Linked DNA regions of Mus musculus: regions 1, 3 and 4 are each linked to region 2. Evidence: chromatin contacts called from public ChIA-PET and HiChIP or PLAC-seq data. All regions are on one chromosome and are shown on one strand. The core of a region is the stretch at or near the end of the contact, and the rest is flanking DNA. Distances in the headings are between cores, read along the strand shown. Region 1 overlaps Slc12a8 (solute carrier family 12 (potassium/chloride transporters), member 8). Region 2 holds the start of Itgb5 (integrin beta 5). Region 3 overlaps Kalrn (kalirin, RhoGEF kinase). Region 4 holds the start of Heg1 (heart development protein with EGF-like domains 1).

Evidence for each region. ChIA-PET counts read pairs in DNA pulled down with a chosen protein or histone mark. HiChIP or PLAC-seq counts read pairs in DNA pulled down with a chosen protein or histone mark.
Region 1: a contact with region 2 is called in an RNA polymerase II ChIA-PET map of memory CD8 T cells, with 9 read pairs. The contact joins the enhancer-like site here to the promoter of Itgb5 in region 2. A contact is called at or near these places in 1 of 15 datasets of contacts at CTCF or cohesin (large pre-B cells), 2 of 115 datasets of contacts at active chromatin or transcription factors (memory CD8 T cells and pancreatic cancer cells) and 1 of 9 other capture datasets (embryonic stem cells).
Region 3: an H3K4me3 HiChIP or PLAC-seq map of embryonic basal ganglia shows a contact between it and region 2, with 2.0 times the contacts expected there. The contact joins the enhancer-like site here to the promoter of Itgb5 in region 2. A contact is called at or near these places in 6 of 15 datasets of contacts at CTCF or cohesin (CD8 T cells, the G1E-ER4 cell line, the NIH/3T3 cell line and 2 more), 50 of 484 Hi-C or Micro-C datasets (the C10 cell line, the C2C12 cell line, CD8 T cells and 36 more), 19 of 115 datasets of contacts at active chromatin or transcription factors (bone marrow-derived dendritic cells, bone marrow-derived macrophages, craniofacial prominence and 12 more) and 2 of 9 other capture datasets (embryonic stem cells and liver).
Region 4: a contact with region 2 is called in an RNA polymerase II ChIA-PET map of memory CD8 T cells, with 91 read pairs. The contact joins the promoter of Heg1 here to the promoter of Itgb5 in region 2. A contact is called at or near these places in 3 of 39 promoter capture datasets (hematopoietic stem and progenitor cells, macrophages and pre-B cells), 2 of 484 Hi-C or Micro-C datasets (CD8 central memory T cells and the G1E-ER4 cell line), 2 of 115 datasets of contacts at active chromatin or transcription factors (memory CD8 T cells and pancreatic cancer cells) and 1 of 9 other capture datasets (liver).

The regions. Positions count from the first base shown.
Region 1 is chr16:33,580,813-33,587,653 of GRCm38.p6, forward strand. All of the region lies in intron 4 of Slc12a8 (solute carrier family 12 (potassium/chloride transporters), member 8), which reads left to right. Among named protein-coding and RNA genes, the nearest start is that of Slc12a8, 66 kb to the left of the region's middle. Within about 2 kb of position 3,254, at least 146 of the 459 cell types and tissues checked have an H3K27ac peak or open chromatin away from gene starts, as enhancers often do. A contact at or near this core is called in embryonic stem cells and memory CD8 T cells, where this site is marked.
Region 2 is chr16:33,825,166-33,832,199 of GRCm38.p6, forward strand. It overlaps Itgb5 (integrin beta 5), which reads left to right and starts at 4,500. Exons shown (of 15, transcript NM_001145884.1): 1 at 4,500-4,865. The coding sequence starts at 4,796.
Region 3 is chr16:33,999,319-34,005,954 of GRCm38.p6, forward strand. All of the region lies in intron 51 of Kalrn (kalirin, RhoGEF kinase), which reads right to left. Among named protein-coding and RNA genes, the nearest start is that of Umps, 36 kb to the left of the region's middle. Within about 2 kb of position 5,098, at least 45 of the 459 cell types and tissues checked have an H3K27ac peak or open chromatin away from gene starts, as enhancers often do. A contact at or near this core is called in Sertoli cells, cerebellum, embryonic basal ganglia and 3 more, where this site is marked.
Region 4 is chr16:33,679,693-33,686,674 of GRCm38.p6, forward strand. It overlaps Heg1 (heart development protein with EGF-like domains 1), which reads left to right and starts at 4,774. Exons shown (of 15, transcript NM_175256.5): 1 at 4,774-5,163. The coding sequence starts at 4,920.

The sequences.
Region 1 (6,841 bases), core at 2,004-4,503, 250 kb before region 2:
TAGGGTGGAGACTTCCTGTCCAGCAGCCCCTTGTCCTGGCAGGAGAGCACATTCCTTTACCCCAGGAGATAAGAGGCCAGCTTTTCCTTTCTCAGGGAATCCTTCAGGCTGAGAGTTACACAGGCCAGGCCTCTGGGGGTGGGGGGTGGGTGGGGGAATCTGGGGCCACAGTGGGTGGGACCTCTCTAGTCCCCAAAGCAGGGCCCTAGTTGCCCCTGGAGCTCCTGGCTCCCTGCCAGGTCTCCCTGCATCCTTGGGATAGTTGTGAAGCCAGCACAGTGTTAGAATCTGCCCTGGGCCCCTCTCTCTGGGATTCCTACCTCACTGAGAAAATGTGCCAGGCTGTTGACAGCTTAAATGTCCAGCTGGGACAGCACTCCACATGGGATCTGGCACAAGCTTGGCTGCCCCAGTAGCTACTGCTTTCCTCTCCTTAAGGTGACGCTTTCTTCTTAGAGCCCAAGTCAGGCTTTGTCCTCATTTCTGGCATTTTTTTTTTAAAGATTTATTTATTTATTTTATGTATACGAATGCAGTGTAGCTGTACAGATGGTTGTGAGCCTTCATGTGGTTGTTGGGAAATTGTATTTTTAGGACCTCTGCTGGCTCCAATCAACCCTGCTCACTCTGGCCCAAAGGGTTATTTATTATTATACATAAATATACTGTAGCTGTCTTCAGACACCCCAGAAGAGGGAGTCAGATCTCATTACGCATGGTGGTGAGCCAACATGTGGTTGCTGGGAATTGAACTCAGAACCTCTGGAAGAGCAGTCAGTACTGAGCCATCTCTCCAGCCCCCAAGTACTTTTAAAAACAGAGGCCATTGGTCATAGAAGGCACAATTTGGCTGTTAGAAGCCATCTTGCAATAGGAAACGTTCAGCTTCCCTTCCACAAGGAAGAATGCTCAGCTCAGAGGAACCAGGCTGCTCTTTCAGAGTGTAGAGGTGGCAAGGGTTCAGTTGCTGGACACTTAGTCACTCCCCCATCAGAGCAGAGCATCTACCCCTCCTCCTCTGGCCCTTCATCCCCTTGGATGCGAGAATGTGTGTATGTGTGTGTGTGTATGTGTGTGTGTGTGTGGGGGGGGGTTGGTGGGGGTGTTACTGCTTCCTGGCAGCCTGTCCCGCTCAGGGTGGAGGCCTTCCCCAGGGACAGAGGAGGCTCCAGGCTGCTTTCCTTGGGTAATCTGGGTGGACCCTGCAGGCCCAGCCCCATTTCACGTTTCCCTTCTGGCCCCTGCTGAATGTCCAGCCCTCTCTTCATGTTTTCTCTCTGGGTGGAGTCTCAGACTTGGAGACCTCATTCACTCCTCCACAACCCCTCCTCGAACGACCAAAGTTACCAGGGATGAGGCTAGAGTGCAGGTTGAGGGCTGCTCCCAGCTCACTGCCCAGAGTTCCCTGGGGCCTCTTTCAAACCTGTCCTATCTCCTCTTTCTTCTCTGCAGGCCCATTAGCTGTACACACTGGATATGGTCTATCCTTTTTAGGATTTTCTTTGAGGCCACCTCTTACTCTGAAGCCAGCCTCGAACTCTTCAAGCACCTGCCTCAGTTTGAGGTCCCCGGCAAGCCCCACCACATCCAGCTCAAAACACTCTTACTGGACACCTCTAATTGTCCTGGGCAGGGGGAATCCATCATATATGGCCTTGGCAGTATCTGGGGTTTCTCTTCGTTTGACTCTTGCGTCTTCTAAATATTCTGCTTCTGTCCTGCACACTAGTGTCCTTCGTGGTTAAAGTGGCTCGGTCTCTGTAAGTTTACGTGTGCATCCTGTGGGGTCTGAAAAAATGATGTTTCTCTGGAGTCATCACCACCTCTGGCTCTTACAATCTGCCCACATCCTCTTCTTCATAGAACTCCTAACCTTGGACGGAGGCGTTTGATAAAGATATCCCATTTAGGACACAGTGTTCCAGAGCCTCTCACTCTCTGGATGGTGTCCAGTTGTGGATCTTCTTGTCGTTGGCTCTCATCTACTGTAGGAAGAGGCTTCTCTGATTGGATGGAGCGATGCTCTGATCTGTGGATATAGCAAGGTGTCATTTTATTGCTATGTTGTTGTTATTGTTTTAGCAGAATAATAGTGTTATGTTTTCGCTAGGGACCATGACCGAGGAAGCCTCAGGTTCTTGAGCATGGTAGCAGTGTCACACACGGGAATGTACCAAACGCCACTCCTAACCAGGAGCTGTTTGTAATTGATTACTTTCTGGGAAAGAAACAACAACAACAACAACAAAACAACAACAACCCAGTTTTCTCCAATGGTGTGTCACTAGGAATATCAGCCACATTCTAGGTAGGCCTCATGCCCAGGAATTATTGGACAACATAAAAGTCTCTGTGGTCTTGGTTTGCGTGTGTGTACTTTTTGTTTTATTGTGGTATTTTTTGTCTTACTGATTTTTTTCTTTATTTTTATCTGTTTTGATTTTGTGGTTTTGTTTGTTTTCCTTATTTTGTTTTTGTGTTTTATTGAGAAAGAGAGAGAGAGAGAGCGAGAGGGAGAGAGAGAGAGAGAGAGAGAGAGAACACAAAGTTGGTTGTGGGGAAGAATTAAGATAGAGAAAAGAATATGATTAAAATATATTGTATGAGAATTAAAAAAAATACAAATTTTAAAAATGGCCCAGTCAAGCAGACCATACCCCTGCCCTTCTTCCCTCTTTTCATCTCTCATTATCTGCACTCAGGAAAACCACAAATCACTGTTGACCCAAAACCGTGGAAGATAAAACCATTCAAGGCCCTAGACAGGTTGTAGCTGCGTTGGTGATGCTGGTTGTCATCTGCTGGTTCCCAGTGGCAGGGCAGGAGCTTCGGGGCAGTCTTATGCCTGGACTAGATCTCACACCCAATGCCCAGGCAAGAGGAACCCAGCTGGGATCTCTCCCCAGGCCATGCCTCCCTGTGATCAGGATCCCAGAGTGGGGCAGATGATAATGCTAAAGCCCAGGCTGACAGGGTCCCTGCTGCTAAGCGCCTCTTGCCCCTTGTTGCCGCTGTGAGATGGGCACTCTTTGAACACTCCTTTTCCTCACCCCTCTGTCAGGCTATTTTAGATGTGCCCGAGTCTCTGTCCCCAGAGGATGACAGGTAGTGTGACACTGGGCTCTCATGGATGTCAGTCCAACTCCACATCTGAGGGGGTTGGGGCGGGGGCTTAGGACCGGCCATACGCTGCTGGAGGCTCGAGTAGTACTTCCGGCAGTGACTGTACTGTATTTCCTTCTTCTTTGAGGATCTCAGCGTGCTGAGCCCTGGTGGCCTTCCCTTCCCCTGCCAGTGTCCCTCGCGCCCCTCCCTTCGGGGCTGTTTTGGTGCCTGTGTTTTCCCAGAACCTCGGCCTCTCCTTTCCTTTTCCTTGCATAGTGACTCTTCCTGTGATCTCTCAGGCCCCACCCTCCCTCAGTCTGGGGGGCGCCGCTGCCTCCCTTCCTCTCTCCAAGCCCTTCCTCCACTCTTTCTATTCCTGGTTGGACCAGACTCTCTCATTGTCCCTTCCCAGGAAAGGCTTGTCTGGCTGGTCCCTGGTCCCTGGTCACCGGTAACTGATTGCAGGGTGGGGGACCTGAGCTCAGAAGAAAGCGGGTGATGCGGGAAGCTCCGCCCGCAGCCCGCAGCCCACAACCCACAGCAGCAACACCAGCAACGTTTTTAGAAGCCTCATTTTCTAAGTTAGTCCACAGTCACAACGGGACTCCCTCACCAAGGGCTCAGCTGCCCGTACTCAGTTCACCAGGGTTTGTGTGTGTAGCGGGCTGGGTGAGTACTTACACTACAGATGCCACAGGGTGTTTCCCAGCAGCCACCGCGTGGCTAGGTCTGTGAGCCTGGGCAACTGGTACCCAAACCCAGATCAACGATTCTTACATCACCGCTAAAGGCATTTACCACGGGAAGAGGAGACCTTCCGTCTGCACCCCCCTGAGGAGGTAACACTAAGCCCCCAAGAACTACAGCCTACTGACAACTTCAGGGGAGTGACCGGAATCTGGGGAGAAGTTAGGTCTTTCTACACACAGGCCTGCAAGGGCATCCCTCTGCCTCTTCCTGCCTGGGCCTGTGAGGATTTGTTTCTCCCACCCCTCCCCCATTCTGCTTTTGGTCTTTAAAAGTACACAGCACAGAGGGGCCCTGGAGTATTTTTACTCGGTGGATTCAGAAGCAGATGTTCAGGTCAAGCCCAGGCGCATTCACAGGCAGCAGCTGCAGGCTCTCAGCATCCCAGGCACTTAGGCTTGGAGATGGCAGCTGACAGGACCCAGTTTTTGCAGCAAGCAGTTACCATTTGGGTGTCAGGAAGCAAGCTTTGTTTGGGGGTGTAGCTCAAGGCTAGGGCACTTGCCTCGAACCCTAGACCTGCAAAAACAGAAGCCCCAAACATAGTGCATGGGGAGTCTTGAATGCAGACAGACCTGGAATCCCAGCAGGGTTGGCTATCCTCTCAGCTGGGCCTCTATCAACCCTACTCGGTGCCTCTGACCTGTGGTGCTCCACAGGACATGCCTGCCTTTCCCAGATGAAGTCTGCCCGAGGGAGACACCGGTTTCTGAAGCTGAAGAGGACTGCTCTGTGTGGGAGGCAGAGTGACAAGCCTCAGTCTGAGCTGTCCCAGGATATTTATTACAAATCCTGAGAGGGAATCAGAATGAGCAAGCGTCAACAGGCTTAGGAGGTGTGTGTGTATGTGTGTGTGTGTGTGTGTGTGTTTGTGTGTGTAATAAGGCCAGTCTCAGATACTCCTTTTCATCTGAGAGAAAAATGGCCTATATGGGACCAAGCAACCAGGCCCAATGCCCTGTCCCCATGAGCTTGGTCAGAAAAACTATAGATTATCTCCCTAGGCCCCAAATTCTAGACTCAAGGCCACAGCCTCAGATTTCACTTCAGAACCTTACTGAACCCCTCTGGCTGTGTTGTGGGTGATACCCCTCCCTAATTAAATGCTATTTATTCTCTTACTCATGACTTTCTCGTAAACGATTCTAATCATTCTGGGAAGCAGGACAAGTATACACGGGGAGAAAGAAAAGAAGATGGCACATTTGGGATGCCCCTCTAGACACTTGGCCTTCGCGTGGGATCATTTCCTGAAAGATACGACTTTTTCATAATAAGTAGATTGCCTTCAATTTTTTTTCTTAACTGCAGGAATTTTATAGGAAAAATTTGAAGGAGAAGACTTGCTGAGTCTAATGGCAGATGTCAGGAACCTGTGCACTGGGGAGGTGGAGCCAGGTGGGTCAGGAACTCCAGGCCAACCCAAGCTACGTAATCAAATCTATCTTGGGAGGGAAAGGGCAGATGAAGAAAGAGAGGGAAGCAAAGAGGGGGAAAGAGCTAGATCCCAAGGAGGGAGGACAGACAGACGGAGGGAGAGATAGATCTGCCTCAAGGAGGGAGGAGGGAGAGACAGAGAGGATAAGAATTGCCATAATTATTTATATAGACAACCACAGTTAATATTTTGTTTTTTTTGAGACAGGGTTTCTCTGTGTAGCCCTGGCTATCCTGGAACTCACTCTGTAGTACAGGCTGGCCTCAAACTCAAAGGCATGTACTACCAGGCCTGGCATAGATATTTCTTCCATGTATAAGTTTATTTTTAATATTTAAAACATTGGAAGTTTTTATTTATTTATTTATTTTTAATTAGCATGCTAGGTATTAGATAAGATTATGGCTTGTCAGTTTTCTGCGCTACTAAGTACTGTGGTGGTTTGCTATGATACGGGTCCTCATGCATGCTGGGTAAGAGTGACACTCTGAGCTGTACCTCAGCCCCATTCTCCTCCTGTCAATCAAAATTCTCGCCTCCTGCGTGGCTGGGGGTTACACGTCTGTGCCTCCAGGTCCGACTTCAAACATCTTCACTGACATCTAAAATATCTCAGTTCTCCATAGTTAGAGACTTAGATCTTTCCCCACATTCATATGATTGCAAGAAAGCATTAATTATCTTCGTCAACAGGTTCTTTTCAAGGTTAAGATTATCTCTCCAAGAAAGGCTAAGAATTAGACTTATTCCAGGGCAGAGGGTCAGGGCAGCAGGATTGTGTGTGCCAGGGAATGTGCTCGTGGGCGTGTCAGTGTGAGTGTGTCAGTATGAATGTGCCCACGCGTGCTCCTGTGCCCATAGAAGTGTATTTGTGAATGGTCTGGTGTGAATGCGTGCTTATGAAATACCCTCGTGTATAGGTGTGAGTGTGTGTATGTCTGTGCGTCAGTATATGTGTGTGCTCGGGTGTAGTGCATGCTTGTGAGTGTGTCAGTGTCTTTGCTGGTAAGCTGTGTATTAGTGTATGCTTCTGCGCCACCGTAAAGATATGCTATGGACATGTTAGAGCTGCCTTTCTCATTGGCCCTGGAGAGGCAGCCTCGAGGCCTCTCTCTGCCTTGCCCAATTTTCTCAGCCTGTAGATGTGAGGGGAAGAGGTAGAGAAGGCTTCCTAGTCGACCCGACTAAGCAATCTCTCAGGCTAGGCAAAGCTCTCAGGCCAGGGTCCCAAAACCCTTCGAGTTCTAAGACCTCCTTGGAGGCGGTGGAGAGGAACCATGTGGAATGAGGTGTTTATGTGCTGTGGGCTGGCCTGCCCCGGGGTGCACAGCCCTGGCTCAGCTGTGCGTCATCTTGGCCTGGCTGAGCCAAGCTCCAAGGCTGCCCTGGTTTTCTCCTCAGGAAGACTAGTCTGTGGGGTCAGCCAGCGGGTAAGCTAAAGTTAACTTAGCTTGTTATTGCTTTTTGTTGAAGAGGGGAGGACCAGCTGTGAGGAGGCCAAGCCATTCAGAAACCCGGTGCTTGGGATTTAATATGCCAGAACAAAGTCTA
Region 2 (7,034 bases), core at 3,250-5,749:
CATGGCTGCAGGTGTGGGATCCCCTGCAGCTAGTGTTACAGGTGGTTAGGAGCTCTTCATCAACAGGGCCAGAATGCAACCACAGTCTTCTCTAAGAGCAGCAAGCACTAATTCACTGGGCCATCTGTCTCTCCAGCTCCAAAGGGACTCCAGTTATGTGGACGTTGTCACAGTCTCACAAAAGATCAGAAATCCCATTCAAAGGGGAGGCCGCTATGAGACAGTAAGATTGGGGTCTTGGACTGAGGGGACCTTGACACTGCTATTTATCCTCAGGTCTCTGAGCCCCAGGGTCTAATGAATAAATGTTTGAACTTGTTGAGTTGTATGAGTTCACACAGTAAAGGCTTGAGGGGGCCCGATCCTTTGAGGTTCTCTGAGAGTGGTGGAAGGTCAGTCTACTGATTCAGCTACTTACTCAAGACGGCCATGAGACTAAGGATACTGGTATACCTACAGGGAGAGGAGCTTACTTGGCATGCCTGAGGCTCTGGGCTCAAACCCTCCTAATACCCACAGACACATGACATCAGCTTTCTCCCTTTCTCTGTATATTTGTTTCCATTTATTTTACCTTTTTTATTGAAGTAACTGGAAAATAGTCTGCACCCTTCAGGCACTGTGAGAAAAAAATCTAGAGAAATAAAAATTATGACTATTTTGACTGCTTTGTTGGATTGGACAAGGGAGATTGGATAAAAACTCCAGCTGAGATTTCCTCTAGGTTAAAGGCCTGTTGACAATTAAATAACAAAAGGGGGGCTGGAGAGATGGCTCAGCGGGTTAAGACCACTGACTGCTTTTCCAGAGGGTCAATTCCCAGCAACCATACGGTGGGTCACAACCATCTGTAATGGGATCTGATGCCCTCTTCTGATGTGTCTGAAGACAGTGACAGTGGAGTCACATACATAAATTAAATAAATAAAATAAATATTTTCTTTCTTCTTAAAAATATTTATTTATTTATTTCTTGTATATGAGTGCACTGTAGCTATACAGATGGTTGTGGGCCTTCATGTGGTTGTTGGGAATTAAATTTTAGGACTTCTGCTTGCTGGCCAACCCCACGCGCTCTGGTCAGCCCCCACTCACTCCGGCCCAAAGATGTATTTATTATTATAGATAAGTACACTGTTGCTGTCTTCAGACACACCAGAAGAGAGTGTACGTTCTCATTACCAGTGGTTGTGAGCCACCCTGTGCTTGCAGGGATTTGAACTCAGGACTTTCAGAAGAATAGTCAGTGCTCTTAACCACTGAGCCATCTTTCCAGTCCAAAAAGATCTTTTTTTGGGTGTGTGCTTTGGAGAGCTAACTTTCAATATGTGTTGGTGTTTCGCCTGCATATATATCTGTGCACCACATACATGTCGGGCCTGTGGAGGTCAGAAGAGGATGTTGGATTCCCTGGTACTGAGTTACAGTTGCTAACTGCCGTGTCGGTGATGGGAACCAAACCTGGATCCTCTGCAAGAGCAGCACGCGGCCTTAACCACTGGGCCATCTCTCCAGCCCTTTATTCCCACTCCTTTGTTTGTTCCAAAGGAAGGAGAGAGAGAGAGAGAGAGAGAGAGAGAGAGAGAGAGAGAGACATTAGCTTATTTTTATTCTAGTGTAAGGGTATTTTGTTGTCATGTATGTCCCTGTGTGGTATGCATGCAAATGTCTATAGAGTTCAAGAGGCTGTCAGAACCTCAGACAGGTGTGAGCTGCCATGTGAACCGTGATCATCTAGAAGAGAGACCATTTATTTTCGCCACCAACCCCCTAACTAATGGTAAAAAACACATAATGTAAAATTTACCATTGTGGCCATTTTAAGAGGACCATTCTGTGCCAATAATACTATCCATTTCTAGAACTTTCCCATTATTCCAACTTGAAACTCTGTACTCAGAAATAAAATCCCCTTCTCTCCTCCCACCAGCCTGTCAGCCTGTGGTAACATCTGTTTTACCTCCTTCTATCACACTTTTGGTTCTAGACATGTTACACAGTAGAATGTCTGGGCATGACAGCACACCCCTGGAATCTGGAATCTTAACACTCAGGAGGTACAGGCAAGAGAATCAAGAATTCAATGGCATCGTCTTCAGCTACAGAGAGTTCAAGGCCAGCTTGGGCTGGATAAGAGCACCCACACACATCCCACACACACACACAGACACACAGAGAGAGAGGGGGAGGGAGAGAGAGAGGGAGAGAGAGAGAGAGAGAGAGACAGAGGGAGAGAATTATATAATATTTGTTCCCTTGGGTCTATTTCATGTCACACAGGGTGTTTTTAATTTTGTAGTAAGTGTCAGAATTCCATTCCTTTGTTTTGTTTTCTCCTGATTTTGAGACAGGTTCTCTCTGCATAGCTCTGGTTGTCTTGGAATTCATTATGTATACCCCCTAGCCTCAAATTTATAGATCTGCTCCCTAGCGCTGGGATTAAAGGTGTGCCCTCGTACCCAGGTCCGTTTCATTTTAAGATCAAATAGATCATCACGTGTAACTGACACTTTTTATCTGTGAGCACTTAGATGAAGGACTCTTGGGAGGGGGACACAAACCACAAAGCAGAAATTCTGAATTAGAAAAGGCATCAACAAACCAGCTTTAATGCAGCTTAGATTGCTCAGGACTGCTTACAGCAGGTCTGGGCAGGCTGGGGACCCAGAGAACCACCAGATAAGACAGAAGGGGTCTGGTAAGAATTAGGGCAAGTTGGATCACAGCACTTTCCAGGTGCAATTTAGATAAATGGTGGTCCGTGCCAGATGTGGGACAAAGTAGGATATTTCAGCCGCTACAAAGTGCTCATTTTGAGTGCAGAGAAGATGGGATACTATGGGCCCTGAACTCAAAGAATGCATGGCATAGGAAAGCCACCATTGTACTTAAAGCAGTATTTCACCTTCTAGCTCATCCTACACTTTCCTGCCAGACCAAGCAACACTCCAGTTCAAACTCTTTGATCAGCTCCCATAATGTAGTAGCCACCTCTAAGCTGGGATAAGCATAGCCCCAAGGCTATTGCCCTAAGGGCCAGGTAATTCCAAGATCTACCTGGGCTGTTTCTGCAGCATGAATTCTTTTTTTTTTTTTTTTTTCTTTTGGTTTTTTGAGGCAGGGTTTCTCTGTATAGATAGCCCTGACTGTCCTAGAACTCACTTTGTAGACCAGGCTGGCCTCGAACTCAGAAATCTGCCTGCCTTTACCTCCCGAGTGCGCCACCACGCTTGGCATGCAGCATGAATTCTACTGGATAATGGTTAGCAGCAAACATGATTTTTTTTCGAGACAGGGTTTCTCTGTGTAGCCCTAGCTGTCCTGGAACTCACTCTGTAGACCAGGCCGGCCTCGAACTCAGAAATCTGCCTGCCTCTGCCTCCTGAGTGCTGGGATTAAAGGCGTGCACCACCACACCCGGCCAAATATGACTTTTAAGTCATAACAAAGCAATGTAGGACAGAGTACGAATTTGCATATGGTCCAAGGATGAACTTTGAAGTTTGCTCTGGATTGGTTCACTTTTCCCTATGCACACACTACAAACTGGCTCCTGTCAGTGCCACCCAGTTAAGAGTTTGAAAGGTGGACACAACAAAGTTTTTAAGATTCAAACGCCTTAGGTAGGTTTTTGCACCTACACCGCCAAGTCCTGACCTTCTAGCTGCTGCTGCTGCTGCTTCTGCTGCTTCTTCTTCTTCTTCTTCCTCTTCCTCTTCCTCCTCCTCCTTCTTTTTCTTCTTCTTTTATTTATTTATTTTTTCTTTTGGTTTTTTCGAGGCAGGGTTTCTCTGTGTAGCCCTGGCTGTCCTGGAACTCACTCTGTAGACCAGGCTGGCCTCAAACTCAGAAATCTGACTGCCCCTGCCTCCCAAGTGCCGTGTAAAGTCGTGTGCCACCATGCCCAGCTCCAGCTGGTTCTTAATAGGCAAAGGTTAGGCTGCCTTACTTAAATCTGGATTTCAGGGAAAAAGCTAGCAGTCGCTTCCTCCAGTATATTAACCCTTGGTGGCTCAGTTTGCTCACCTAAACAACGGGAGGGATGTTAGCACTTATCACAGTGCCTGCTCACCAGGGTGCCCTCCGCTTCACCTGAACTTCCACGTTCCACGTGTCCTCCCCTGCCCATCCCAAGCGTGGCGTCTGGATTGAATATTCTCGGGCGAGGCCTGGCCTGGCATGCGCTTGTGGCATGACGAAATGGCCTGACAGATCCAAGCCGTAACTGCCCCACGATCCTGAAGTCAAAACTGAGATTGCTTTGGCCCAAGTAATCTCTGCAGGCCTAATGGAGCGCGCCCCGCCCCCTCCCAACTCCAAGACCGGGGAGGGAGACCCTAACTAGAAGTTTCGAACACCCGATCCCCACAAGTGGGTCAGCTGTGACAGCCACCTGGGCAACCCAGGATCTAGGCGTGCTGGCGGGTCCCGGTGCAGGGCGGAGCTGGTCCGGCCCGAGCTCGCCCCGCCCCGTCCCGCCTAGCCGTAAACTGACCGAGTGGCGGCCCGCAGGAGAGGGGGGAGGAGAAAGCAGAGAAGAGTGGGGGCTGGCGGCCGAGGAAAAAGGGAAGGGTCTCCGAGAGTAGACGCGCGGGGGACTCGGCGAGGGTGCGTCCGGAGCAGCGACAACTCCGAGCGTCCCAGCGGGCCAGCGAGGAGGATGGTGGCGGCCGGGCGCGGACCAGCCCGGCCGCGGGCGCCGTGAGCCGGAGCGCAGCGCCCGGCATGCGGCTGCGGTCCCCGGCCTCGGCCCCGCTCCGCCCCCGCCGAGCGCCCCAGCCGAGCGGCGCGCATCATGCCGCGGGTGCCCGCGACCCTCTACGCCTGTCTGCTCGGGCTCTGCGCGCTCGTTCCGCGCCTCGCAGGTAAGCCGCGCCGCCCCGCCGCGCGCTCCTCAACTTTTGCTCGCCCGCGGCCGCTTGCGGGAGCCGAGGGTGCAGTGCACCCCAGGGCGCTCCCAGAAGGGTCGGCGAGGCGCGGGCATCAGATCTGCGTGCGCTGGCGGGTTCCCTCCCGGGCTGAGGAGGAGCCTTCCCTTCCTGTGTAAACAGTGTGCGTCTGGTGGCGGAGCCCGAGGGCGCTGGGGACTTGGGAGGGGAAGCCTCCGGGCCCGGTGCTGGGGCCCTAGCTCTTCGCTCGCCTGCACAAAGCGGCCCTTGTGGCCCGCGGGGAGTGATGTGGGGGCCAAAGTGTGGCGACCGAGTCATCCCGGAGGTCTGTGGATAATGCAACTTTCGAAGTTTGCTCTAAATTGAAAGTTGTCATTACTCTCTGTAAGTCCGAAGTCGCTGCCCCACCTGGTACACCGCCATCTGATACTGTTCGGTACTGTGATTCACAAACACTGTGTCCGGACTGCGGAGGGGCTGCTGGCGCTACCTTAGCCGGATGCACCCTGGCGCTGATGCGGGAGCCCCCAGCTACCTGCGTTCAGTTTTCAGACTTGGGAGTGGCAATTAAGTTTAGGGACCGGACAGTGGTGGCACACGCCTTTAACCCTAGCATGCTACACAATGAGACCCTGTCTTAAAAAAAAAAATCCCTATAGGAAGAATGATAGTTGACGCTCCTACCTCTTCCAAACCTACCCACTCAAAGAGGAGTTTCCGAACTTTCCTCTTCCTGTCGGAAGTAATTGTGTATTGATTAAGAGTGCGCTATTCACTTTCAAGCCCGAGGTACTTGTTTGCCTCTCTGAGCCCAGTGGTTGCCTGGCTGCTTGAGGGGAGAACTCTGTTACCCCTACCCGTCTCATTTACATGAAGGAGGTTGAGGTTTCCATCTGAGAGCAAGGAGGGAGTTGAGGAAACCAAAAAATGTCGCTGAGGCCCCAGTACAAACTTAATAGCGTAGCAAGGCTGCTTTTCTGGGAAAATAAGTAGATCAGTGGGTCCCACCCACCCCTCCCTCAAATCTGGCAACCAGTGTCCACATCTTTCGTGTTCCAAAGAGTCCCCAGGGAAACGCAAAGAGATGTAGCTTGAATCACCATCCTCTGGAATATATCCTTGTCGACTGACCTCACTTCTTTAGGACAGAGTTTTAGTTTGAAGTTATATTCTTTATAACCAAACTAAAACTTTATCTTGTGTGTGTGTGATGGTGTTTTTAACATTTTTGTCAGAATAAACACTCAGCAACCTTACCTTAGTTTCTTTCTTTCTTTCTTTCTTTCTTTCTTTCTTTCTTTCTTTCTTTTTTCTGTTAGCAGTCTTCGAAATTCAACTTTGGGATGGCTCTAGTTTCTTTCCGATTAGCCCTCTGATTCGAATGAAAACTCCAACATTTCCCATTGCAAAAATTTTAATCCTTATTAGTTGAGTTTCCCAAAAACCTGTTTTTATCTTACTTATGTCCCCTCCCCTGACTCTTCCCAGATCCATCTCCCTTCCCTATGACCCCAACTCTGTCCATATTAAAAAAAAAAAGCACAATGGTGCGGTCCTTGATTTGAGCCTTCTCTACTTAGGAAGGGCTACACTCTTAGAGAAAACTTCCCTCCCAGCTACTGTCAATGGTTCTATGGCTGGGTATAATAATAATAATAATAATAATAATAATAATAATAATAATAATAATATATCCCCATCTGGCCTGTAACTCACTATGTAGGCCAGTTGGCCTTGAATTTCCAGAGATCCCTTTACCTGTCCCTCCCACACTTTGGCATTAAAGGAGTGCCCCATCCCTCAGGTGTCCTTCATATTATTAGAATCATTAGGGTTTTTGTTTTTGTTTTTCAAGACAGGGTTTCTCTATATAGCCCTGGCTGTCCTGGACCTCACTTTGTAGACCAGGCTGGTCTCGAACTCAGAAATCTGCCTGCCTCTGCCTCCCGAGTGCTGGGATTAAAGGCGTGCGCCACCACGACCGGCCCTCATTAGTTTTTTTTTTTTTTTTTTATCTGCATGTGATTTCTCCTTTTTGAAAGTTCCGGTGCCTCCGAACAGACTGTTCATTCCCGAGGAGGGCCATTTAGTGTTTTCTCTTGTCTCAGGGTGGGAGTGGCCAGCCTAGGCCCAGGGCTGTTTCAT
Region 3 (6,636 bases), core at 3,848-6,347, 170 kb after region 2:
AGCATGGTGTCAGATGTGAAGCCACAGAGAACTAGGATGTCAGAGAGATGTGGTCATGGAGGAAACGTGGGGTTAGTCACACAGAATGCACGTAGTCTGACTCTGAGAGATGCAGGGATGGATGGAGGGATGGAGGGAGGGGAAGAGAAAGGGGAGGGGGAGGGGGAGAGGGAGAGATAGATTATGCTGGGGTGGGGTGGGGGAGTAGGAGAGAGGCAAGGATGAACAACTGGGGAGCCTGGTTTTATTTGAACAGCAGAGGGCAGCAGGTAGCAAGGTTTCCTGAAGCCACAAGACAAGAATCGCCACTGCACCTTAGTTCCTGCCTTCTGGATTTTTCTTCAAAATGGGACAACAGCGAGTTCAGGGGAAATGTTACAGGTAAAATCCACCAGTGTTGAATAACAAACTGAGTTTGAAGAGAGCTTGAGTATCCCCCTCAGTTAATGCCTAAGAGTCTGACTTAGAGAAAGAAGGTGAAATTCTGTCTGGAAAACAGTTGTCAGCTGGGGATGACCTGACCTTGTTTTTTTCTGAGTCCCTCATCATCCAATCACAAAACACAGTTCCACACGGCACACAAAGGATGCTAATGGTGTAAAGATGGCAGAAACAAGCTCAAACCGAACGCCCTCAACCGTCTCAGAGCTACAAATCTGAGTGCAGGGAAGGAAAGGGATGCTAGATAACATTTAGTTAGAAAACGAGCAGAGAGTAAAAAGAGATTTTCCAGGTTGAGGATCTAGCACAGTGGTAGAACACTTGCCTGGCATGTGTGGTTCAATCCCCAGCATAAAATAAAACTCCCTAAACACTACTTCTGCATGTGGTCCTGGGGCTGGGTGTGATTTCTTATTTGAAGGTTTAGCTATTCATTATTTCAATCTGACTAGATCAGTTTTCCAGTTATTTATTTATTCATTTATGTATTTAGAGATAGGGTTTCTCTGTATAGCCCTGGTCATCCCAGAACTCACTCTTGTAGACCAGACTGTCCTCAAACTCACAGAGATCCACCTGCTTCTGTCTCCTGAGTGCTGGGATTAAAGGCATTCACCTTGGCCTAGCTTCAAATAATTAAAAAAAAAATTAAGTGTGTGTGTGTGTGTGTGTGTGTGTGTGTGTGTGTGATATACATGTGAATGCATGTGTCCAAGAAGGCCAGGGGCATTAGATTCCCTGGAGCTGGAAGCTGTGAGCTGCCTAACATGGCCTCAAACTTCAGTACCCAACTCTCCAGCTCCCTCCAAACCTTTCCTTTTTTAAAATTATCTTTGTAGTTGGAGAACCTGGTCTGTCTATGTGCTGCCGATTCCTTGATTTTCCTGAGATTTGCTTTGTGAATCACTGAGGAATGTACACTGAACTTTGTAGGTAAACTTTGATAGTATTTGGATGTTTGTGTATACAGGGAAGTGGGAATGGTGGCTTTGTCTCTTCTAGTGCTGCACTCTTAGGGAAACTCCCAGGTCAGTGGAACTTGCAAACTTGTAAGTGTGCAATATAAGGAAATGGGTCAGACCTTCCGACTAGGGTGAGGCGCCTCAGGACACACATGACTAAGAGCTCAACATGGATGCGAGCCCAGGAAACCAATCGAGACTTTTCCAACTCGTGTCAAATAGACTTACTCTCGTGGCTGCAACAGCTGAGCTCCTGAGTCACTGGGACAGGGTGTGCCTAAAGACCTGCGATTACCGGAGCAGTCAGGGGATTATAAAAGCTGTTGAAGAAGAAATTCTCCTCTTACAAGCAGATGTGCAACAAGGAAGGGCCTGAGCCTCTGCATTCAGACTTTCTGCAGGACATAGGTCGAGCTGAGGACATCAGTCAAAAGCAAGACCTGCTTTTTCATTGGCTGTGTGACCTTGACCTCATTGCCTTTGCTTTTTCTAGGAGGTTGATTTTTTTTTTATTTGTTTCTTGTTTTGTTTTGTTTTTGAGACAGGGGTTTCTCCGTGTAACAGCCCTGGCTGTCCTAAAAACTCCATTTAGACCAGGCTGGCCTCAAACTTACAGAGACCCATGTGCCTCTGCCTCCCAAGTGCTGGGACTAAAGGTGTGTGCCACCACTGCCTGGCTGAGAGGTGTTAATGTTTATGGTCAACTTGGATTGACACATGCCTAGGAGATTTGTAAAGCACAGCTCTAGCTGTGTCTATGAGGGCATTTCCAGAGATGATCAATTAGGATGGGGGAACAAAGGGCTCTGAATGTGGTGGCACCATCCCATAACCTGAGTGAAGGCTACTGCCCTGTAGTGTGAACACTCCATTTCTGTTTCCCAGACATCATGAGGGATCAGCCTCCTCTACCACACACTCCTGCCACCACAAGCTTCAGCCTTCTCTTCATCCCAGAGCATCAGGGATGAAGGAACAACTACAGAAACCCAGAGGCCGTGAGGCAAAGCCACTCCTCCTTTACAGTAGCTTTTCTTGGGGACTTGGTCAGTGACAAGACTAACACAGGTGAGCAACCGTGTCCTCCCTGATGGCCAGGGCACAGGATGGAGGGCCATCTTGTTTCAGCGAAGGTCCCTTGGGTAGTAGGACATCCATCTGCCCTTATAGGGAATCAGAACAGATCTGGGCAGGAAGAGAGTGTGTGGTTGCCAAACGCATCAGATACGTTACAAAGCAAATGTTTTGTCAAAATGACCGGAATGTGATGCTTCGCTTTCTTTTCCTTTAAAGAGTCCTTTTCATGGATTCTGTTATTAAAATACAAAAACAGGCTTCAGTGCAAACATACTGGCAATGCCAGGAGGTCAGTTGCCCGACTCGGGTATCGAAGTTTCGTCTGTGTGGCCAGGTCATTTTGAAGCCCTGTATCTGGGCTGGGGATACCAGAGTATCAAAGGTGGGATGACAGGCTGGCTCTTCAAGGATGGGATATCTAGGGCCTGAAATTGTGTGTTGGGAAGAAATTAGGTACCAGCTCAGGACACTCACCGTTCCTAGAACCGAGAGTGGTCATTTCAGTCGCCATCCCTACCCCCACTCAACAGCAGAAAGCACCTCTTCCAGTTTCTTCTGTCGTGGTCTCAATGCTGACATGGTTCAGAGCCAAGTTCCCGACATACATTACCTCTTAGATTTACATGGTGTTCAAAGGGCTATGTGTCAGTGTCTGAAGGCCTGCACACTAGGGACTGTGTAAGCTGCCTGCAGAGAAACCCAGAGCTCAAGAAAGTTAACTGGCCCAAGGTCACACAGCTTCCTCGATCTGGAGTCCAGGTTTCCTGACTCCGGGTCAGATCCACTGGCTTGCTTTGTGTGGCTTCAGTTTGCATCATATTTCAGCCTTGAGAAGGCAAGACTGGTGCAAAGGAGAGTCCCATGGGTTGAGCTGGACAGAACAATACATCCATACAGGGCGACTGGCAGAGGAAGGTCGGCCTTCTCAATTCCCAGAAACTGTGTTTTAGATTAAAACCAAACCTAGAAAGGCTGTGATCTAAGTTGCCACAAGATGATGTGAGAGGGGGGAAAATGGCCAGAAGAACTGAGCAACTGTTTCCCTTTCTTCTCTTCTTCTTTCATCAGTATGTATGTGTATATGTGGTCATGAGCATGTGCTGTGTGCCTGTGTGTGTGTGGAGACCAGAGGTCAGCTCTGAGAGTCTTCCTTGACTATTCTCTGACTCATTTCTGACACAGGGTCTCTCATTGAACTGTGAGCCCACTGATTCAGCTGCCCTGGCCAGCCAGCCAACCTAGGGATCTTGTCTGTCACCTCAGCTTTGGGATTATTGTTGGGATGGATGCCACCACGTCCAACTTTTTACACGGACGCTGGCGATCAAAACGCAGACCCTGGTGCTTTCAGGGCAATCATTTCACTGACTAGACTGAAGGTTGCAGCTTTAAAAATTGTTCTGTGTGCATGTGTTTGCCTGTATACGTGTGTGCATGTGCCAATGCATGCCTGGTGCCCACAGAGGCCAGACGAGGGCATCTGATCCCCTGGAACTGGGGTTTGAATGGTTGTGAGCCACTCTGTAGGTGTTGGGAACCAAACCCAGGTCTTCTGGATGAGCAACAAGTTGTTCTTAACCACTGAGCCATCTCTCCAGCCCTGAGTTACAAATTTTTTGTACTTCAACTCCCTGTCCGAAAAGGTAAAAGAGCCGGGGAGATGGGAACACACAGAAACGAAGGTGCTGATGCCCGCCAATTCCGGGAAGTCTTTCCTGTCGCTGAACTCTGTTCTTCCAACAGGCAGGATGCTTATTTAGGTTATGTCCACTGTAAAGTGGCATGAGAAATCCATAAAAGCAGCTGTTAAAATGCTACTCCTACCCTGATTAGTAAAATCTCCCCAATAGCCTCTTCTTTTCAAGGGTCTAGCCTTGCCACCTTCCAGAGCCCTTCTCCACAATGCAGTCCTCATTAGCTCCCTAAGCCACATCGCTGGCATCTGAAAGAGGGCAAAGCCTGCAGGGGTTGGGAAGTCTTTCTCACTCCGACGGATTGGCCACTGCCAAGAGGGCTACGGAGCTTTATTAAAGACGTTAAAATGCATGTAGTTAATTAGGTTCAACTGAAGAGCTGGGCTGAGAATTCTGATCCTCAGAGATAAAGACCCAAGTCTGGCAGCTGGTTCAGAGTTTCAGCCTCAATGAGTGACGCAGGCAGGTGGAAATGTGGGGCTCAGGAGCTGTGAAAACCCAGGAATGGCCTCCCGAGCTTTTCAGAGGTGATATGGATGTGGGAACCTCCTGGCAGCAGTTACGAGTCCAAAGGGAAATCTAGCCCAGACCAGAGAAGATGTCGGTTTCTTAGAGACAGTCCCTGGCTAGAGGCGATGTTGGGCCTGGGTACTCGGGCCCCAGCTCTAGTCTGGAGTGTCACTTCTAGATATGGGCGTGGCCATGGGACTGAAGGAGCTGGCAGGCAGCCATGTGGCTCTAAGCCCAGAAGAGCTGTTCTCAAGAGACCCCAGTGTTTCATTTTTATCCTCATTTGGAATTTTTTTTTGCATGTAAATTTCTTTCACACATAATGTCCCCATTCAGTCCCTCCCCCCAAGGGTGCAAGGAAAAGCTGGGCTACAGGCATTCATTTTTAAAACAGATCTCCATGTGGTGTGGTGTGGTGTGGTGACAGATGGAGAGACGGAGAGGGGATGCAGGGACCTGGTGCCTATCTTGCTATGGCTGGGGGTATGGCCTGCAGAGATGGGAGTGGATGACGTGTGTGAGAATATCCACAAGTGTTGCTTGACAGGGGAAGGAGGGGCTGTGCCAACAGCCTCCCTTAATGTAAGTGGCTGGTTAAATCTGAGGATCCAGTGTACTGTAGTCTCCTCTTTAAACTGCTTTCAAGGACAGCCTATGTCTTCTTAGAGTACTGTGGAGACTCAAATATATGCCGAGATAGGATACTTCTGGTGTAAAGACCCAGCCAACTGCCCCTTGCAGGAATGCGGTCCCCAGTCGAGAGAAGGTAGAGGGTGCCTTGGTGACGCCAGTCTCACGGAGGCAGATGAGTTCGTTTACAGTGTACTGCAGGAGACGCATGCTGCAAAACATGCTGCAATGCATGCCACGGTGGTTGGTTGGCAGGGCAAGACTGTCACAGTTGGAGTCCAGGCATGGAGCTAAGGTACATAAAGCCGGGTCTTGGGGTCCCAGGAACAGAGGCTGAGTATAGATCGGACTAGCGGGGGCTGCTCCACTCAATGAGAGCATAGACTACGCTTCCAGAAGACAAGGGTGAAGTTGGGGAGCTTTGGGAATAGGTCCCAAACCATCACTTTAGCATTAAGAGGCCTTTCAGAGGAAGCGCAGCCATCTGGGTTCCAACTGGTCTTCAGCATGTATTACCAGGCATTTTCGTCTACCACCTCTGCTGCAATAAAGTTCCATTTTCATGTCATCCATGTTTAACAACTCAATGTTCATTGTCCCACGTGCTTTTTGTCTATGAAGTCACTAAGCCGACATTGGAGATGATGGCTACCATCAGGATAGTGACAGGTTCAGAGGAGCTCATGGACCCTTGATCAGCATGGAATGATTGCCAATGGCGGTCGGGGCAACTGTGCTGGACACCCTGGAGCAATGGGCGGATCCATGCGTCTCCCCTCTAGCGGTTAGGTTAACGGAACTTTCTGCCTACAGGAAGCTTTGAGTCTCAGTTATCATATGCAAAAACTTTCTGTTCATGTAGCAACACACGTGGGGGCTTTCTTCTGCCATCAAGAACCCCCTGATGTCTTTGCTTGGGGAGCCAGTAGCACCTCTGGGAGACTCATTTCCCTCAGTTCACAAAGAGGCTACTCTGCTTTGAATATTAAGAACCTTAAAATGGTTCCCAAGGGTCCATGAGCTCCTCTGAACCTTGAAAGCAGGACTAAGGTAGGCATGTATGTATGTGTGTGTGGTGTGTGTGTATGTGTACATGTGTGTTCTTCTTATCTAAGTAATCTAAGTATAAACATCTGACTAGACCAATTAATTTTCTCAGTGGATGACAACTGGCACATTCCTGTGTATTAACCTCTACTCTGCCAGTGTGGGAATCAGAGCTAGACAAAGTCCCAAGGTGCTTGAGACACAGATGCCTGGCTCCTACACCTGTCTGGTTTCCCTCTACTTGCAGCTGACTCCTTCAGTACATGCCAGCGACA
Region 4 (6,982 bases), core at 3,524-6,023, 150 kb before region 2:
CATGCATGTCTATGCAATACATCCAGGAGGTGCCTACAAGGCCAGAAGAGGGCATCAGATCCTCTGGAACTGGAGTTACAGACAGGTGTGAACTGCCATGTAGATGCTGGGAATTGAATCCAGGTCCTCCGGAAGAGCAGCTAGTGTTGTTAATCTCTGAGCCATCTTTCCAACTCCTGATTTTCTTTTATTCTTTACATCTATCTTGTTCCAAGTCTTCCTGCCTTCTGGCTTGTGCATATTCTTCTAATGCCCTTTGACCTGGCTAACAAATGACATTCTCTCCCAAGTGCTCTTCTTCAGGACCCTTCCCCAGACACAGGCTTACCACGATGCTCTCTTGATGGCTGTTTCCTTCAAACCTTTAAGCTCTGAGGTCAGAGACTCATCCCACCCCCAACAGGGAGCCAGGCACAGGGTAGTCACAGAAGAAATATTTATTAAAGGGCTAATTGAAAGGAGGCATTGTGTTAAGCTCTGTTGATGAAAGACAGGGAAAGTGTAGAAGTTCCAAGAGAGCAACTCATCAGTTGAGTGGGAGGAGACAAGCAAGGAGAGGATGGATAAACAAAGCCCAGGATGGGCTAGCATGGGGAAGTAGCAGGCCCCCCACAGGGGTGCCTAAAGCCAATGCTCTGCTCCCCACCCCCAGGCTAAGCTCAGTGTGGGTGTGTGTTGACTAACTTTCCATCCTCTGGAACCCCTAGTCACCTGAACCCCGGCCATCCCAGGAATGGTCACCACTGGATTCCAGCCTTAGCAATGCTGTCCTATACTGTTACATATGCTCAGGGGTAAAGTGGGCACACTTGACAGACCCCGGTGATCACAGCATTGTGGAGAGGCTGTGGGGCTGGGGAGAGCTCTTCCTGCTTTCACACAGTGACCTCATCGTATCCTCAGACTGACCTGGCGAGGCATCGAAAGATAACGGGGTTTCTTCTCAATGGACAGATGGGGACACTGAAGTCAATAACGATCACTCGACTTGGCTGAGGACTGGGAACAACTTCGGGACAGAACTTGGAGAAAACCCAAGGTCCTCTTCTCCACTGCCCAATGGGCAGAGGGCACAGTGGACTGCAGCTTGTTCTGCTTATTCACTTTGAGGCATAGAATATCTTATGCGAATTATGGGAGATTCAAGTAGCTGGGCCCCGAGGGATCCTCTGATTAGCTACCCTCTTTGTGCAAGGAAAGAAACTTTAATGCTCCCCCTCCCTCTCAGACACCCTGATGCCAGCTGGTGGAGATTGTTAGCAATCTACCCAGGCCTCGCCTCCTCCTCTTTGCCTCTGTGTCTAGGCCACATTTCCCAGCTTCCTTCCCAGTTGGGTGAAACCTATTGTCGTGTTCTCCCTAGTGGAATGTAAGAGGAAGTGAGGCACACCCCTCCCGGCCTGGCTCATCGACGTTTCTCCTGCTTACCTCTCTGTGTTCTTACCTCTGGCTGATTGGAATGCCGAATCCCAAAGCAAAGTTGGAAGCCATATGCTGTGGAACGGTAGAACCAGCGGATTGCACGTCCCTAAAAGACTGAGAAGAGCTGCCTCGCAGACCTTGACTTCTGTGTTGTGAACAAGGAGGAAATATCATGAGGGTTAAACTGCTGAGTATTGGAGTCTTGTTTGTTACTGCAAACCAAGGCACGAAAGCCTCTGTACAAGCTTTGACTCTGCTTAACTTGAGGAGGCAGAGACACATGATTCCCGCAGCCCACCAACTTCCCTGTCAGCTCCTGTGGTGCACCCTCGCTCCTGCCTCTGTAGCCCTAGCTCCTCCAATTTGACCTGAGCTGTTTTCAGTCTAGATCATCAGACTCCCAAGGCCAGATGAGATCTATGAGGGCATCTTACATATCCTCCCGGTTCTAGAGAGAAGTTCTAACTCATCTGAGATGATCAAGACTCTTGTCTGTATTTCCAGGCTCCTGAAGAAGAAGTGACACTACTGTTAGTACCAAACCCTAAAAGGCAGAGACTGTAGGATTGCTGGGAGCCTTCCTCACACACCTGTCTGCCAGAAAGATCCATTTCCCTTCCCATAAAACTATGTCAGTCCCTAATAGCTGTTATGAATATCAAAGCCCCCACACTAGCTGTGGTGGTTTCAATATGCTTGGCCCAGAGTGGTACTATCAGGAGGTGTGGCCTTGTTGGAGGAAGTGTGTCACTGTGGGTGTGGGCAGTGAGACCCTCCTCCTAACCACATGGGATCAGGTCTTTTCCTAGTGGCCCTCAGATGCAGATGTAGAACTCTCAGCATCATCACTGCCTGGATGCTGGCATGCTCCTGCCTTGAACCTGTAACCCAGCCTCAATGAAATGTTGTCCTTTATAAGAGTTGCCTTGGTCATGGTGTCTGTTCACGCAGTAAAACCCTAACTAAGCACCAGTCTCCTGGTCCTTCTCACCTCTCCCTCTACTATATGACCTCCCACACTGTTCTACCACCCCACCCCCACCCACCCCTCCACCTGTTCTTTATAAAGGATGGATTTTCCTACTTTTGCTTCACTCTCTCATCTTCTCTCCCCACTTTTTTTTCTCTGCTCCCAAGAGCTATCCCTGCCCAGAGCTGATTCTCTTCTTGTACTTTCTGTCCCTGAGAGGCAGCCATGGCTACTTTAGACTTCCTGAGTGCCTCTGGTTATTCTTTCATACTTACAACAAACCTTTCTTTCAGATGCACCCATAAAGTGCTCCAGTCTGATGGTTTCACTGGGCCCTGGCTTATGTGTCCTTAAGGCACCTGCTTTAATAGCCTTGCCCCTGAACCTTAAAACACTGGGATAGAACACTTCTTATCAATCATCTAGGACAATGTGTTTTATAGATGAAATAATTAAGGACTAGGTCACAGTTAAAGAAATCAGGGAAAAAAGATTCTAGGAGCAAGCTGGCAGCTGTTTGCAAGTTCCTGACGCAAGTATAGCCTCCCTGATAATCCCTCTTGCTTTGTCCTAGGAGATGGAAAGGTATTAAGACCCAGCAACATCTTTGCAGCCCTTCATCCACCAGTTAGGCTGGCAGTTCCTCTGGAAGTTCAGGTAGAAGGTAGAAAGACAGATCTGTGATACTTAAAGGGAGGGGCAGGAGGCAGGTGTGATGCCCTTGGGCACCGGAGGCAAAGGCAAGATTCCCAAGCGAGCTTTCTGAATACACACGAGAAGCCCAGACAGGCCTTTAAACCCTTAAGCCTTCCTGTTTGCCTGAAAGCATGTCCTGGCCTTTAACTAGTCCTCCTTTCTGTTCAAGGGAGGAAGCTATGGTGACCAGAACCTCAGAGCACAGTGTACTGAGCTTAGCCAGATGGGACTGGGCTGCTGTGTAGTCCTGCTTGTTAACAGGGGAGCTGTGTCAGGAGGTGGGGCCATGCTTGGATTGTTGTTGTTTGAGAAAGAAAGAGGACTGAGCATTTCATGTGAGACCTGAAAAGTTAGGTTTCATTTGTGGTTCTATAAACCCTAACCCAAACCAATTCTCCACTCTTGGCTCATTTGTCTAAGGTAAACTTGTTTATACGGAGCATCCTTTGTGTCCTGCCAAGTGACTCACTTGTACCGAGTCACCAGAAAATGGGTCTAGGCCCATCTACCGATGCGCTGGACGTTATGATCTGATCGTTCCCCTGGAGGCGGGTCATGGAGGCTTGGAGACAGAGAGAGGCAGAGACATGGGGAAAGAGACAAGCCTGTCTCCTGAACATTTGGTAAACAGACAAAGAACCCTAGCACATCTGAGAGCATCCCAAGGGATCTGTGGTTTTCAGTTTGGATGAGATATTGTCTGAATTATTGACAACTCTAAGCTATGAGGTAAGCACGAAGCCACATGGTCATTCAATGAGAAATCCTTTAGTTGTTGGTTCTCTTAGCAACTCTTAAGCAAGTTATTTCCCCCTATTTTGAGCTGCTCATTCTTTACTTACAAAGAAAAGAGATTTGGGTCTTAAAATCTGGACATTGTATCATTTGTCTCCTAGGAAGGGAGGGAATAGGGACACACACAGAATTTTACTTACCAAGCAAATTTATTGACACTCTGTCTTGGAACATCTCCCCTAAAGGTTTCTTTTTAACTTCTGTGTGGGCTGCTTTTTTTTTTTTTTTTTTTTTTATGTTTAATTTGCAAATTGCTGTCCTTTTCCTGGCTATGGGTTTTCCCTTGCCCCAGACTCGGTTCAGTTTTCTCTTCCCTCTGGCCTCTTTGGGTGTCTCAGCAGTGACATCTTTGAAGAACTATGGTGTAAGCCAAAGATAGCGTGGGAAGGAAATCAGGCTTCTGAGCCTTCAAGAAGATGAGGGTTCCCGCCCTGGCTAAAGCAAATCTTCTCACCAATTCTGGGGACCCAAAAGGGCGGCAGTGGGTTGGGGCCTCTTCAGATCCTTAAGGGCAATGCAGGTCCACGTATGGAACAGGGTCTAGGATTCACTTCTCTGTCTTTTGAAAGCTCTCTGTATACTCACTCACCTGATGTCAATTACACCGCCAGAATCTACTTTTCACAGACCTACTGTGTGGCTAAGGAACTGGGAAAGTGCCCCCCACCCCAATTTCATTTCTCCAAAAGCCAAAGCGATACTCCAGGGTGTGGGCCCTGTAACAAAAGTCGCAGGGGGCTCCATGAGTTCACCCGGGGGTTCCGTGAACTCACCCGGGAGACCGAGACCGCCCCCGCCCTCTTCCTGCCCTCTCCCCGCCCCCGGGCCCCCGCGCGGGGCGGGTGATGTCAACCGAGGAGGAGCCGCCCGCCCCGCGACCCGCCCGGGCTGATTGGCGTGTGGCAGCACCAGGGCTGCCTCCGCCCTCCCGCGGCTCCCACAACTTTTGCGGCTGAGAGCGCGCTCGCACCCCGCTCCGCTCGCCGCCGCCCTCGGCCCGGCGCCCGGCATGTGAGCGCGGGCGGCCGCCGCCACCATGGCCACGCCGCGCGCCCCGCGGTGGCCGCCACCGTCGCTGCTGCTGCTGCTGCTGCTACCGCTGCTGCTGCTGCCGCCCGCTGCCCCCGGGGCGCGGGGCTCCCTTCCCTCCCCGGCCCATCGAACACTCCTCCCGGTCGCGGGACCGCTTTCGCCGCCTGGCGCCGGACATACGGCCCCCGGACCCGGCGTCGCGACCCGGCGGGGACGTTCCGGCCGTGTCCCCAGAGGCGTGAGCGCGGGTGAGTGAGAGTCTCCAGCGAGGGTCAGGGGGCGTGGGCGCTTCGCGGCTGCCCCATCCCGGCCGAGGCTCCGTGGACCCTCGTGGGTGGAACCCTGAGGGTGGCCCAGGACGGAGAAACGCTGTCCCTGGCCACTGGAATATAAAATGTTCACATGCATTCCCTCCCTGTGCTTTGGAAGAAAACTCTCTCCTGGATTAGCCCACACCCTTCTCACTTTTACAAAACGAAGACCCCAAAGAGCCTCTCACCTCGTGGGGAGTGGTAACTTCTGGCTGTTGTCCCTCGGTTTCAGCCCCCAACCCCCAGATTTAGAACTGGTCTCTCCTGGTCTAAAGCCTGACTTTCCAGTATAAGTAAATAACGGATTTCGGAGTTTGGAATGCTTCTAGTACTTAGGACTTCATAAAGGACAAAGAGTGCGCTTTAAAACAAAGCTACCCAGTTAACCTTAGGAGCAGGGTTACTTGGGATGGGGCTGGGGGCGCTGCAAGGTCAAACCCCTGGAAGCCACTGACTGGCTCTGGACTGTCCTGGGCCCTTTCCTCCCCCAGCCAGCTGCTTGCTGTGCAGGCAGGCACTGCCTGTCCTGGTCACAGAATGGGGACTCAGCTCCTGTGCCTGCCTCCTTTGTTTCTAGTTCCTTTTTCTGTTGGAAGAAAATGCCACGGCCTGGGTGGGATTCTAATGTAACCCCCACACGACCTTGGCTGTGTCTCATCTTTGGCTCTCAGTTTCCCCATCTGTGGAATGGAGGGGCCCCATTCCTCCCTGCCTCCAAGTGACAAGAGGTGACAAAATGAAAGTAAAAATAGTAGAAAGTGCTGTGAACCAAACCAGCCTAGGTGATGTTAGCCATTTGTCCTCCCGTAAGAGGCAGAGGGCACACATCGGGCTCTGTTGTTGCCACACTGGGACTGCCAAGATTTTGTCCAGTTTCCACTTCTTGTCTGTCTGTCTGTCTGTCTGTCCATCTTACATGTTTTACAAACTTTCTCCCAACTTGCTCATCCTTAGAACATAGAGGTACTACTTCCTAGAATTGAATAAGAGAAACTTTTCTACCCTCATAAAGCCTCATTTGAACCATAATCTCCCCTCCGCAGACTGCCTTAGCCTTGTGAACTTCTGAGTCACTGGTCCAAGACAGGGAAACTGAGGAAGGGTGAATAAAGGGAGGGAAAGCTGTGCTGAAGGTCTTTACAGACATGCTGTGCAGCCCCAACTTCCATAATCTTGATGACTGATTTTCAGAGAAAGGAATTGAGAACTTTGAAGACATTTACTGTTCTAGATACAGTTGTGTGTAAGGAACTGATAACTCAGATGGCCACCTGGGAACCCAAGGCAGGTGCCACTAACTGGTACTCAGGCTGAAGGCTCCATCTTGTGAGGGGCTATGAAGGGAGCAGGGATGCTGGGCTCCAGCTTGAGGCTGGCACAGGAATCTCCTTCCAATGGCAGAGCCTGTTCCAGGCTCACACAGGTGTGAGTGTAGCATCAGGCTATAGTAGCACCTGAGTTAGGGGAGATAAGGTAAGAATAGGGGCCTTATGAGAGCCGGGCCTTCACAGCCATGGTGCTAGAACTGCTCTGTTCTGTTCGTTTGGGGAAAAGCAGGATAGAGGCAAAGGAAGAACCCAGGAAGGAACAAGAATAATCCAGACTTTCTTTTAAGGTTTCCTGATCTCTATTGCTCTAAGGCCCAGTCTGGGGCAGGGGTGTTTAAAAGGTAAAGTTAGAAGAGGTGCACTCTATGACCTGTTGAAACCTTCGAGAAGTTATCAGTGTGGCCGAAGATCTAAGCACTGCCTCTCAG